4 separate regions of the Mus musculus genome follow, and all the other regions are linked to region 1. A link is a contact called in public promoter capture Hi-C data. All regions are on one chromosome and are shown on one strand. Each heading gives the region's core, a stretch centred on a gene start, on an enhancer-like site or on the middle of the called end of the contact. The rest is flanking DNA. Distances are from core to core; before and after follow the strand shown. Region 1 holds the start of Alg1 (asparagine-linked glycosylation 1 (beta-1,4-mannosyltransferase)). Region 2 holds the start of Cluap1 (clusterin associated protein 1). Region 3 holds the start of Zfp174 (zinc finger protein 174). Region 4 holds the start of Zfp597 (zinc finger protein 597).

Region 1 (3,074 bases), core at 250-2,749:
CATGCCACTATCATTATCTTATGCATCTCTTTCTTTCTCCCTTTATTGCCCATACTTAAAAAGTTCTCCCTTCCTTCCTTCCTTCCTTCCTTCCTTCCTTCCTTCCTTCCTTCCTTCCTTCTTCCCTCCCTCCCTCCCTTCCTCCCTCCCTTCCTTCTTTCCCTTCCTTTCTTTCTCTATAACCCATTGTCTATTCGTCTCTCCCTAAACTTGAGTCTCCTTTTTCTCCTTATAAGCTGAAAGCCAACAAGCTTTAGTGAGCTTTCTGTTTCTGCCCCTCACAGCTGAGATTATAGGTTTTGTGGTGACATCCAGCTTGTTACATGGGTGTCAGGATTTGAACTCCTGTCATGATTGCAAGTAAGAGCTCTTAACTGCTGAGTCATTTATCCAGCCCCTTATTTTTTTGAGTTCTTGTCATAAGCTGCCCAGGCAGGTCTTGAACTCTCTATGGAGTCGAGGATGACCTTGGCTTCTCCTCCACAGTGCCAGAATTACAGGCTATACTATGCCTGCTTCCTCTCTTTTGTATTTGAATTGTTGTATTCAATGTGCATGCATCTTAACAAATGAAGAGATAAACATTTTGCTTAATAAATTTTCTCACTGGAAGGCACCTCTGCTAAAGAGCCAGAGGCCCTATGGTCTCTTGCCTTCTACCAACAAAGATCGGTTTCCATGTGTAGCCATGATCTTGTTTATACATTCACTTCTCAGGGAATGGCCTCTTTCCTCAACAAAACTAGGAAATTCATCCAAATTGTTTTTATTTATTTAGTGTACAAGGGAGGTGCTGTGTGTGTCACAGCAGGAGCGTGGAAGTCAGAGGATGTAGAGAGTTGATTCTCTCCTTCCTGAGATGGTACCCTACTTTAGCATCAAACACCTTTACCTGAAGAAAACTCATCAGCCTCTCATCTAAAATTTAATCTCTCTTGTTAGATTATTAAAGGCAGCTACTGAGAGAGTAGATAAAAGAGGCTGGGTCTGATCATAGCCGAGACAAGTTCATGTACGGTGAGGGTACATTTTTGTGTAGATGGCTAAGATACTCACAGAAGATGAGATATGGCCTCCTATAGGGGTAGAAATGACTTCACAGTCCGTAAGGGAAGCTGAGAAGTGTACTCTAGCAGCAGGTAATCATTATCATCATTATTATAGTTTGAAATTTATCTTAGCGGTCTTTAAAAGAAGTTCTTAGACTCCAATAAAGGTACAGCTTTACTTTCACAGGGGAAAACACACTTCAGAGAACTTGGCATGGCTAAGTCCATTCTTGGGCTCCTTAAGTAACTCTTCAAAGGCCTCCTACCCTTTCCAGGCCCCGCCCCCCCGTTCAGAGCCCGCCCCCATCTTCCAAATTCTCTTTCCTTTTCTCCCAGACCTCGCCTTATCCAAGGCTCCGCCTCCTCCTTCGTAAAGAGGCGATTTCATAATCACCTCCCCCTGGGCAGGGTCTGGGGTGTGCGCTTGCGCATAGCGAGGCTTCCGGGCCCGGTCACGTGCTCGGCGCCGGCCGGCCAAGATGGCAGCGTCCTGCGTGGCGCTGCTGGTTCTGGCGCTGCTGTTGCTGGTGCTGCTGCTGGGCTTGTGGAAGCGTGGGCGGCAAACGGGCAGGGCCCGGCACATGGTCGTCGTGGTGCTGGGCGACGTGGGCCGCAGCCCCCGCATGCAGTACCACGCGCTGTCATTGGCCCAGAGCGGCTTTTCGGTGACGCTGCTGGGGTTCTACAGTGAGTGGCGGGGACCTGAGAGGGAGGCTCAATCAGGAGCCTTGACTCTCCCTGTTTTGGGACAGAGGCGGGAGCAGCTGTGCTCCTCTCCTGCCTGTTCTGGTCTGGACCGCTGTTTTCTGGTGTCTGGGAGCAGCGGGCGTCAGTCGCCGTTTACCATACGTGAGGACTACAAATAGATCGGTTGCAAAAGTGTCTGTCACTTGCTTTGTTTAGGTAGTGCACAGACAGGCTGCAACCCTGGTGTGTGAGACCTTAGTGCTGGTCACCACTTCCTCATGCTGCCTTTGTCACTGAGTTGGCAGGCTGAATGTTTCTTCACATCCCTTGTCCAGCCGCAGAGCTTTTCTTGCTGTGGATGGTTCTCTTGTCCCCTAAGGTGTAGGCAGAGGTGTCCACTCCCTCATCATGTCCACGTGGATGATTTTTCAGGGGTTCACTCTTACTATGCAGCCTCTAGCTGGTTTGGATCTCACTATGTAGGCCAGAGTGTCCTTGAACTCACAGAGATCCACTTGCTACTGCCTTTAGAGTGTTGGGATTAAAGGCATGCACTTTAGTAGCCCCTCAGGTATCCAACCTTTTGACACAGTCATATGAAATCTGCTAGCATGTTGGGGACATTCATAACTATCCTCGAACACGTGCTGGGCACCTCAAATTGGATCTGCGAACTTGGGGGTGGCCCAGCTCTATCTAAGGGAAAGTGGAAATAGCCCTTATTGGTCCCCGTGTGGAGTGCTATCCTAGGGCAGACTGCCATCCAGGAGTTCTACTCTTTATCAGTTAAATTGGGTCCCTATTGCATGCCAGTCATCAGGTTAAATTAAGTAGGTATGATGAATGCCCTTCGAGGGTATTCTATAGAAGAACACAAAGTGACCTCATTTTCTATTCTGGGTACTGGGGACCTGTGAGGTTTTGATAGGTGTTATTTTCCTTCCACCTTGTTTACTTGAGATGGGCATGCTTTGTAGCACATGCTGGCTTTGAACACTTTATCCTGCCTTATCCTTCCAAGTACTGGAATTACAGATGTGAAGGAACACACCCAGCTGACTGTAACTGGCTATTTCTGATACCTGAAAGGGCTCATTTGCATTTGCAGACTCCAAACCTCGAGATGAACTCTTGCAGAATGATAGGATTCGGATTGTGAAGTTGACAGATCTGCGGGGCCTGGGAGGTAGGACCAGTCAACTCCAGGTTCTTGACTAGGGGTAGGGATGGTTGCGTATTGGGAAGATGAAGGGACTCTCAGTGCCAAGAGCTCTTTTGTAGAGACAGATGTTTTCTGACTTGCAGCTGGGCCCCGAATTCTCCAGTATGGAGTCAAGG
Region 2 (3,049 bases), core at 429-2,928, 1.3 Mb before region 1:
CTGCTCCCCTAACAGAGGCGCCCAAGCAGCCCAGGACTTTGGCACTGAGATCCCGTTGAGCACTTCAAGCTCGTTTTGTGCTCTCTACTCTAAAAAGAGTATGCTGGCACCAGTGTATATAAGCACAGTGGGTACAAGAGGGCATGCCTGGCCCAGTCATATAGCCTAGATCAGGAGTTACTCCCTTCCCAAGCATGCACATCCCTGGGCTCTCCCCAGTAGCTTTGGGCCCAGGTTGGGACAGTGTGGCATCTCTGCTGCTGCTCCTCCCTGCAGCCAGGCACCTTCTCTTATTCGAAGCTCAGAGAATGCACAGACCAAGGCTTCCATGGAGGGCCAGTATGGTGGGGGAGGAGTGGCCAGGCCTTCTGTGCAGTAGGGCCTGCTCTCCCCTGTCTAGGGGGTGGATCTGCAGGTCTCCCATAGCAACTGGTCCTTATGATGTCACAGTAAAGACTAGTCTTCCTGGACCTCCTAGTTTGGGAGAGTATGGTATGTCAGGGGCAAGGAGGGAGGCGGGCAAGGGAAGAGACCAGAAACCTAGGGTAAATTTGTTGATGTTAGATTCAGAGCAAGCCACATAAGACAAATTGGCTTTGGTATGCTGGAAAGTCATTCGCTAGGCTTCCTCATTTGTGGCAGGGAGAACGAGGATTTGGAGAACAAACCTGTAGAGATCTGAATCATGCTGAGAAGATGGTTCTGGGTGACACTTGTCTAATTATCCATTTTCTCATAGGTTAAGCAGTATGTAGATAATGCCAATTTTTTTCCTGTGCATTCTGACAAACTGGAACAATTATTCTGCTGGTAGAAATATAAAACTACAGGTTCTTTAGAATCTTAACTCCACCACAACTCTGTTTCATTATAGAAAATTTAGTTCTAGGTTTTACATCTAGGTGTATGAACCATTGTTTTTTACATAGATATTAATTTGCTATGGATTGCTCATTGTTTCAAAACCATTTGTTGCAAAGACTGTTCAAATGCATTGTCCCCCATGTTAGACTAGCCACGAATGTATGGCCCTACCCCACATATTTTTGTCCTTAAGTATCTACTCTTGGTCAGTACCACCGTGTTCTAGCCAAGGGCACCTTTACTTCTTGCACCTACCCATTTTCCTTATCGCCCACCCTTCCTGGCACAGCTCTCCTCTCTCCAGCCCTGCTTTTGTCGCGGTTGTCCTCGACTCGTAGCAGTCACCAAGGAGAGTTCTCTGTAGAGCCTGTGCTGACCCTGACACCCTAGGCGTGGTACACCAGCACTACCTCGCTCCACAGTTTCCAGGGCAACCTCTGGCGCGCGAGTCTGGGCGCCAATTTCCGGCTTGTCGGGAATACTGACTAGCTGTGCGTGCACAAAAGCCTTCCGGGTACAGGTCTCGAATTCTGCCCAGGGTAGGGTATCTTCGTTCCTGTCATTCTGTGGATACTTTATGAGGCTTCGACTGCGGGGTTTAGCTATGCTTTTACAAATACAAAGGAGACTCGGTCACAAAAGGTTATAATGTGCTCCATATATCAGTGAGGTAATGAGAGTTCCAACGGGACCAGAGCCAAAAGCGCTCTCTGAAAGACTATGACGTTGCGCAGCTCGCAAGGTGCTTGGCGCCACCTGTTGGTCTGTGTCCTGCGCTTGCGCTCACCACCCCTCTTCGCTTCCTGTCCTGTTTGGCCTGGTCCGCACGCTGTCCAAGGCCTCTGAGCGTTGCTATAGAGACCGGAGAGCGCTGGGCCTGCGAACTCTACAGAGACGGGCAGCGGCGCCCCAGTGGACTCTTGGGGACCAGAGCGCCATGTCTTTCCGCGACCTCCGCAGTAAGGCTGCACCCGGCTTTCCCGTGGGCTTCCCAGGATCTCGAGACTCCCCTGCCGGACCCCTGCCAGAGCCGTGGGCCCAGGCAGGCCGTGGGTCCCTGGGCCAGCCAGGGGCTGACAGAACTTTACAGCACCTTTGGAAAGTTCGGTCCGTCACTGGCCACGTGTAGCTAGAACACTGGGAATGTGTCTCGAGCCGCTGAAGAACTGAATGTTTAATTTCACCTCATTTTATCTCTGGTTGTCACGGCCACATTTGCAGCCGCATTAGAAAGGTCTTGCGGAAATGGAGACTTCTTCTGCATTTAGTTTGTAGAAAGAACCAGTAAAGCCGAGGAAGTGGCCGGATGAATGGATGGCTAGTGCTGCTAGGTTGTTTTGTTCATTTTTGAGGGTTTGTTTTGTTTGTTTGTATGTTACAATCTGTCACATGCTGTCCTCTATGTGGGCAATATTTCATTTACTCCTAGCAGGTTTGTGCCCTGGTTAGAGATGAAACAGGCAGCAAGAGGTCAAAGTAATTGAACGAGTTGCTTTAGAGTTTGAATCCAGCTTGCCTGAATGCCAAATACTGGGCAGAGAACTTGGCTAGAGAGTGGGGAAGCAGACTACTCTTACTCGTTATACTCTTTGGGGGAAACATCCTTTTTGTGGCAGGTGATTATATTTCACCCTTATTGTTCCTAGTTTTAACTGCAAGTTAAGTAGTATAGCTACCCCTGGTTCACACAGCTAGAGTGATGGGACTGTGTGACCTAAAAAATCTTACTTCACTTACAGAAGAGTAGCAGCTATTAGGGTCGTGTTGTCTAGGGTTTGAGGGTATTTGAAACAGTGTAATTATGACTGTCCCACGTAGTTTTTGATGAGGCTGGCACTTTACTGGGATCATTGAATAGTGATCATTGTACTGGAAAGAATATTTAAAAGGAGTATTTCAGAATTTATACTGATTTATATTTTTTTACCTTAAATAAATGCTGTATAGTGTGTAATCTATGAGACTGTCACCATTTATAACAGTGGAGAACTTGATAGCTACTACTTAGCTAAAAGGAGTGTTTAGGCAAAACCTGACTTTTTTCATAGAGGTATAAGGAAAAGCTGCAATATAAAGGGTATACATATATGGGATATATGTGTGTGTGTGATATAAGGGAAAGAAATAAGGGAAGGATGCTTCCTATCTTTCTACCATCTCTTCGTGACCTAGCAGAGTCTGCCTG
Region 3 (3,196 bases), core at 265-2,764, 1.4 Mb before region 1:
AATACAACCCAAACCCTCTAGAAGGCCTCTAGAGGCCTGCCTCATGGGGTTTGTTTGTTTGTTTGTGTGTTTTTCTTTTTTCCATCTTCCTATTTTAAGGCAGGATCTCTCATTGGCCTAGAAATTAGCTCCTAGGCTAGTGTAGGAGGGCAGGGAGTTCCAATGATCCACCTGCTCTCCCTCCACCTCCCCAGTATGGGAATTACAAGAGCTCATCATCACATCCAGATTTTTCACATGCTTGTTTGGCAAGCACTATATCAACTGAGCTATCTCCCAGCCTTAAGGGAAAAAAATTGAAAGTTTTCTAGAGCATGCTTGCACATGCCTTTCATCCACACTGAGGAAGCAGAGGTTGAAGGATTATACACTGGGCTACATTGTGAGAAGTCTCAGAACAACAAAAAGATTATATATAACGAATAAAAATAAAAGGAGCTGGAGAGGCAGTTCACTGTATATAGCACTGGCTGCTCTTCCAGAGGGTCTGGGTTTGATTCCCAGCACCCACACCAGAGCTCACAACTCTCCAGTTTCAGGGGATTCCAACATTCTCTTCTGGCTTTCATGGGCAGCAGGCACATGTGATACACAGACAGACAGGCAGGCAAAACACCATACACCTTTAAATAAATAAATTTTAAAATAAACGAGAGCTGTGAAAGAAAGGCAAAAATCATAGGAGAAACTATTTTTGGAAATGTTAAGCTGTTAGTATGTGGGGAGAGGGTCCAAAGTCTTCAAGCATACGAAGATGTGTACGGAAAAAGTTAAGGTTGGTCTTCAAGTAAGAGAAGTTGTAGTTGCCTTACACTTTCTCTCATATCCCGTACTTCGTGAAACTCAAGAAAGTCTAATAGATGCTCTCCTGGTTTAATGACCCCCACACTGACCTCGTAAGTTCCATTCATCACATAATTATTGCTTCATTGATTGTGAAGACAGAGACTGATCTCTCACCATTGCACATCGTAGATGGTACCAGGTTGTCAGGCTTTACCTCAGACTCTGAAGATAGCCCATGCAGTGGGCAAACTACTTTGTTTCCTACGTGTTTGCATTCGTTGAGTCATTTGCGAAGGTTAGACCACGCAAGAATAGGAAAAAGCCTAGAGGCGAGGTCGAAGAAAGTTAAGATCCTGCTATGGAGAATGAGTTTCAGCGGGTTCGTCCAACCCCTGGGTCCTGTTTCAAGTACACCACAGACATGTCCTAAGAGGGAGGCCCTCCCGGCCAATATGAGACCTGACCTGAAGCCCCCCATACGGAGGACTCGCTGGACCCCTCGCACTTTCTGCTGCCCCAAATTCCCTCAGCCAACCGAGTGACTGCCAACTATCTGGTATTAGGCAGTACATTGCGAACGCTCCGGGACTAGCCACTGAACTACGACTCCCAAGAGGCACTGCGACTGATTGATAAATCAAACAGCCAATAAAAGATTAGCAGTGTCCTGGAGACCCAGTCCTGTAGAGGAGAGGCGGGCCTTCCCGTGGGTAGCTCTTGGAGCCAGTGGGCGTCTCCGTGGCGGGGCTCCGGCTCCTCCCCTAGACTGTGCTCTAGGGTTCCCGGTGTCCAGTCTCTGGCAAGGTGGGTCACCTGCAGGCGGGCACTGGCTTCTGAGCTGCCTCAGAACGTGGTGTCGCAGGTGGCTACTGGAACTGACACCCAACACTGCTGTGGAGCTGCGTGTCCGAGCTGACTGGGCCGCGGAGCCGCACTCCCTATCCTTAACCACGCATTGGTCGCGCTGTGGCCTTGGCTCTGCTTCGCTCAGAGGTGCTGGATCAGGTCGGTGTCTGCCAGATGCCGGAGAGTTGGTGCGAGCTACCCACAAGATGATAGCTTAAACTTTCCCTGGGGATTCCTCTACCGGCCCTAACGCGTTGTGAATTTCGCCAGATACAAAAATAAAATATTCTCTCCAGTGCCCTTCTGGGGTATTATGACTTTTCTCCTTAAAAACTGACGAAAAGACCGGGAACTATTTTGTTTTCAGAGTCTGGGATAAAGACTAGCAAATGAGAAAGCTATGTCTTTGCAGTCCTTCCAGGGAGGCTTCGTTCCTAACATTTTTCTAGCCTTCAGATTTCTCCAGAGCAAGGACCCAGAAGACATAATCAGTTTACCATTAGAGTGACACATTGTTCCCAGAGCCCCCAAAATGGCAGCTAGAATGGAGATAACTTTGAGCACCCACACTGAGGATTCTGACAAGCAAGAGAGACACATAATAATGAAGCTGGAAGAAAACCGTGGCCCCCCTCAGCAAAAAGCCTATCCTGACCCTGAGCTTTCCCGCCAGGGCTTCAGACACTTTTGCTATCAAGAAGTGTCTGGGCCCCAGGAAGCGCTCTCCTGCCTTCAACAGCTCTGCAGACAGTGGCTGCAGCCTGAACTACACACTAAAGAGCAGATTTTGGAGCTCCTGGTGATGGAGCAGTTTCTGGTCATCCTACCTCCAGAGATCCAGGCACAGGTCTGGCATCGGTATCCAAAGAGCAGCAGGGAGATTGTGACTCTGGTGGAAGATTTGCACAGAACATCCAAAAAACCAAAGCAGTGGGTAAGGAGGGTCCTATTTCTGTGGGTCCTAGGTAATGTTTTTGTTGTCTTTTGAGGTAGTGTTTTGTCTCATGATCCCTAGTTAGAGATTCCAGGCTTCAAAAGTTGCTTCCAGCCTGGAGGAATCCCCTTATCCCCCAAAGCCATAACCAGGGTTTCAGAAAACCGAGCCACTGGCACCCAGTGAGGAAGCAGAGAACTAAGCTATTCCTTCAGAGACTCCAACCTTGTAAGAGTAGGTTTTGTTTGTTTGTTTTTTAAGATTTTTATTTATTATATCTAAGTACACTGTAGCTGTCTTCAGATACACCAGCAGAGGGCGTCAGATCTCATTACGGATGTTTGTGAGCTGGGATTTGAACTCAGGACCTTTGGAAGAGCAGTCAGTGCTCTTAACCTCTGAGCCATCTCTCCAGCCCCCATAAGAGTAGTTTTAAGGAATCTCTACTGTCAGGTCTTCCCTGACCCACATCTTGAAGCTTTGCTACAATCAGAATTCTTAGCCAACAGGTCTAGCCTGTTCCATAGGAAACTAATTTTGGTGAAGCTCTGTGGACTTTGTTCCAGTGAAGTGTCTACCATATTGCCTTTGAATGGGAAAGTCTCAACTCAGTTCTCAGGTGTCTTGCCC
Region 4 (3,124 bases), core at 412-2,911, 1.4 Mb before region 1:
AGAAAAAGCCAGGTAGATGTTGTGGCCCACCTTGTTATCCTGGCACTCAGGATATGGAGACAGGGGATCCCAAGGCAAGCTAGCTAACTAGACTTCAGTAAGTAGAGTGGAGAACAAATGAGAAAGTCACCTGACATCACCACTGGCCTGCACACTAATGCATGTGCACTGGCCCTCATGCTCACACAAGGGAAAACATTATCTGACTCTGACACTTGTTCTCTCCTACAAGTTCTTGCTATAGCTATAGAAATCCACATATACATGTGATTTTGATAGATAGATAGATAGATAGATACGTATACATAATACACAATATGTGTGTGTGTGTGTGTGTCACAGATAGGTCTCAATCCACCACCAGTGTGGACAAGGCATACAATGTTCATCCTAGAACTGATGAAAGTTCCATAATGCAGGAGAAACAACTGTCTTACCTATCGAGTCCAAATTCTCAAAACTCTTCAATGGGGCTTCTCTGCTGAGGGTCTTCTGAGCAGGGTGCAGACTCACACATTCCTCTTGAGAAAAATACACATCCAGATCTTCAAATAGCAGTGGTCTCTGAAACAGAAGCACTGTTGTTAGTATAAAAAGCTAGCAGGTCAGTTGAGTGTCCTGGAAGGCTGAAAAGAGCTAAACCCCTCCGCATTCTAAGGCGAAAAGGCTTGGTGTAAAATATTCCTCCCTGGGGGAACTCTATGGCTTGAATAGGGTGGGGGAGAGAGCATAAACATAAATTTTCAAACAGTGGTGTGAGAATCAAGAAGTACACCGTGAGAACGTAGTCTTTCCTGAAAAGATAAGTGAACAATTCTTGGGGAGAGAAATTATTTCGGATTCTCTAAGAAGGGAGGGGAAGGGGGGGGGGACGACACTGGCCAGCCCAGTAAGAATCCTGAGAAATAGTTTTTAGGAGTTTCCTAACATCATTCTTTGCTAGTTTGTGTTTCTTTTTCATCAGTGATTGCTCAGCTACACACACACACACACACATCACGACCACCACCACCTAAAGCTCTAGTTCTCTCCTAAGTTTACTGTTCCTGTAAACCCATAGAGCTTTTGGTGTAAAATTCACCTGGGTTTTAATTATCATTATTCAACAGGTGTGAAGCCCAGGAATCTGCCATTTGGAGACGCATTTCAGCAAGATAACTTTGAGAAATTGTTATAGACCCCTGCTAGGGCTCTCCTCCACCTGATGATTCTGAAATGAGGAAGTCGGTAAGCCAAGAAACGTAAGACAGCTTGGTCAAAGGGCTATCTGAGGAGGCGCCTCAGGACCTGCGCGTCTAACTGCCGCCAGGTCAGGACACCTGTAGGAAAATAGCGACACAATTCACCTGCTCATCCGATGTGGGGAGCGTGGACGCCATCTGGGGAAAGGAAGGGCTCCTTAAGTCCCCACGTTTGGACAACACTTCGAGTGGAGAGTCTCCAACTCCGCTGCCAGGCCTTTCCACTTCGCCCTCAAGCTCCTTTGAGAATCTGAGCTGACGGCTTCTTTCTCCAAAACAGCTCTGAAACAGCCACACTCACCAGCCCCGGAGTACCGACAACCTCGCCCAACCCGGCAGAAGCAGCGTGAAGCCACGCCCAGCCGAGACGCGACAAAGGAGGCGGAGGCCACCACAACACTCCCACGCTCCCATGCTCCCCACGCAGTAGCTGCAGGGAAACCGCCGGAAGCGACCCCCCCCATCCATCCTGCATCCTGATTGGCCAGCGTACTCCCGAGGCGGCGGTCCCTCCTTAATGGACCAATTGAGCAGCTTCCCGAGGACCTGAATCGCACCTGGCAACTGAGAGGCTATTCCTGAGCTTCTACAAGCAGCCGTTTCCGGTTCCTCTGGCTGGGTCTCGGTGGTGAGTGCCCCGCCTGTTGATATGTTCAGTCGGAGCAGTAGAATGGTCCCTGAGGGACACGGTGATTCCGAAAGCAGAGACCGGACCACTCTGGAGTCGATCACGGATGGCGGGAACACACAGACGCTGGGGGGGCCGGAGCTTTCGGTAGGAGGGGGTGAGGTGAATGAGAGGCCCCGAGATCCAGGCTTAGCTTGGGCCCAAGCCCAGTCTCAGATGGATTGTGGGGCTACGGTGTGTAAGAGGTTATCTTTGTGCAATCACAAATTCAGGTCAGGTTAGCCTTGTTGCTCGTGTCCGTTCCCGAAGTATTCTAGGGACATGAACCATTGTACCCGACAGGTGTAGTCCAACCAAATGATTGGGGCCCATAGCGGACATCGAGCGGGAATAGACCGCGGATTTCCTTCGCAGGATGTCTGGACCTGCCCTAGTGGCAAATGTTCTTGTAACCAACATTGAGCAGCGAATTGAAGATTCAAAATCATAAAGTCGAGCTCTTTCTAGAACTGTCACTAATTAGATGATCGTGCCAATTTTCCCCCCTTTGGTACTGAGGGTGAAACTACGGTTTCACGCATAGTAGACTTTCTACCACTGAGCTCAGACCCCTATCCTTGTTTTAAACTTTATTTTGAAATGAGGTTGACCCAAGCTAACTCTGAAATCACTGTATAGCCCCAGTAGACCTGCAATTAAGGTCTTGCCTCAGTACCCCTTAGTAGCTAGATCCAAACCCACATCTGGACACCTTTTAACTTTGCTTTCCTCAGCTGCAAAGAGCCCATAGTGCCTCTCTTTGATAATACAGAGGGCAATTTAAACTATTATAAGATGTTAAGTGAAAAGATTCGCCAGATTATGAGAAAGAGTTTGGGGGTCAACAAACAAGATTAGTACCTTGAAAATTCCAAATAAACCCCAGGTCTCTTGTCTCTTTCGTTAGAGATGGAGTCTTACTCTATGCCCTTGGCTGCTCAGAACTTGCTCTGTAGACCAGCCTGGCCTCCAACATCGAACACATCCATTTGCTTCTGCCACCCAAGTGCTGGGATTAGAGATGAGGCCACCCCACCCAGTGCCAACATAATCTGTTATGCTAATGTCAGGTTACTCAGGGATTGGCTGCATGGTTATTAAAACATTTGAGGTGAAGAGTAGTGGGATTTGACAGAATGTCAGGATAGTTTCAACTGCCAACAACAGAATCTAACGAAACAATTAAAGCAGTTGTGTTCATTCTGGGGCTCAGTGG

What was found. Promoter capture Hi-C pulls out the DNA fragments that hold promoters and counts their contacts. Capture Hi-C pulls out chosen DNA fragments and counts their contacts.
Region 2: a promoter capture Hi-C map of liver shows a contact between it and region 1. The contact joins the promoter of Cluap1 here to the promoter of Alg1 in region 1. A contact is called at or near these places in 2 of 39 promoter capture datasets (cranial neural crest and liver) and 1 of 115 datasets of contacts at active chromatin or transcription factors (pancreatic cancer cells).
Region 3: a contact with region 1 is called in a promoter capture Hi-C map of adipose tissue, with 2.2 times the contacts expected there. The contact joins the promoter of Zfp174 here to the promoter of Alg1 in region 1. A contact is called at or near these places in 3 of 39 promoter capture datasets (cranial neural crest, liver and pre-B cells), 1 of 484 Hi-C or Micro-C datasets (B cells) and 1 of 9 other capture datasets (adipose tissue).
Region 4: a contact with region 1 is called in a promoter capture Hi-C map of pre-B cells. The contact joins the promoter of Zfp597 here to the promoter of Alg1 in region 1. A contact is called at or near these places in 6 of 39 promoter capture datasets (cranial neural crest, hematopoietic stem and progenitor cells, liver and 2 more) and 1 of 9 other capture datasets (liver).

What each region holds. Positions count from the first base shown.
Region 1 is chr16:5,232,122-5,235,195 of GRCm38.p6, forward strand. Alg1 (asparagine-linked glycosylation 1 (beta-1,4-mannosyltransferase)) reads left to right here and starts at 1,500. Exons shown (of 13, transcript NM_145362.2): 1 at 1,500-1,736; 2 at 2,845-2,922; 3 at 3,042-3,074. The coding sequence starts at 1,529.
Region 2 is chr16:3,907,331-3,910,379 of GRCm38.p6, forward strand. It overlaps Cluap1 (clusterin associated protein 1), which reads left to right and starts at 1,679. Exons shown (of 12, transcript NM_029738.2): 1 at 1,679-1,823. The coding sequence starts at 1,802. It overlaps 1700037C18Rik (RIKEN cDNA 1700037C18 gene), which reads right to left and starts at 1,359. Exons shown (of 3, transcript NM_028484.2): 1 at 1,120-1,359. The coding sequence starts at 1,123. It overlaps Gm41410 (predicted gene, 41410), which reads right to left and starts at 1,323. Exons shown (of 4, transcript NR_153801.1): 1 at 1,275-1,323.
Region 3 is chr16:3,845,709-3,848,904 of GRCm38.p6, forward strand. It overlaps Zfp174 (zinc finger protein 174), which reads left to right and starts at 1,515. Exons shown (of 3, transcript NM_001081217.1): 1 at 1,515-2,566. The coding sequence starts at 2,165.
Region 4 is chr16:3,870,713-3,873,836 of GRCm38.p6, forward strand. It overlaps Zfp597 (zinc finger protein 597), which reads right to left and starts at 1,662. Exons shown (of 3, transcript NM_001033159.2): 1 at 1,347-1,662; 2 at 438-564. The coding sequence starts at 1,379. It also overlaps a transcript of Zfp174 not described here and a transcript of Naa60 not described here.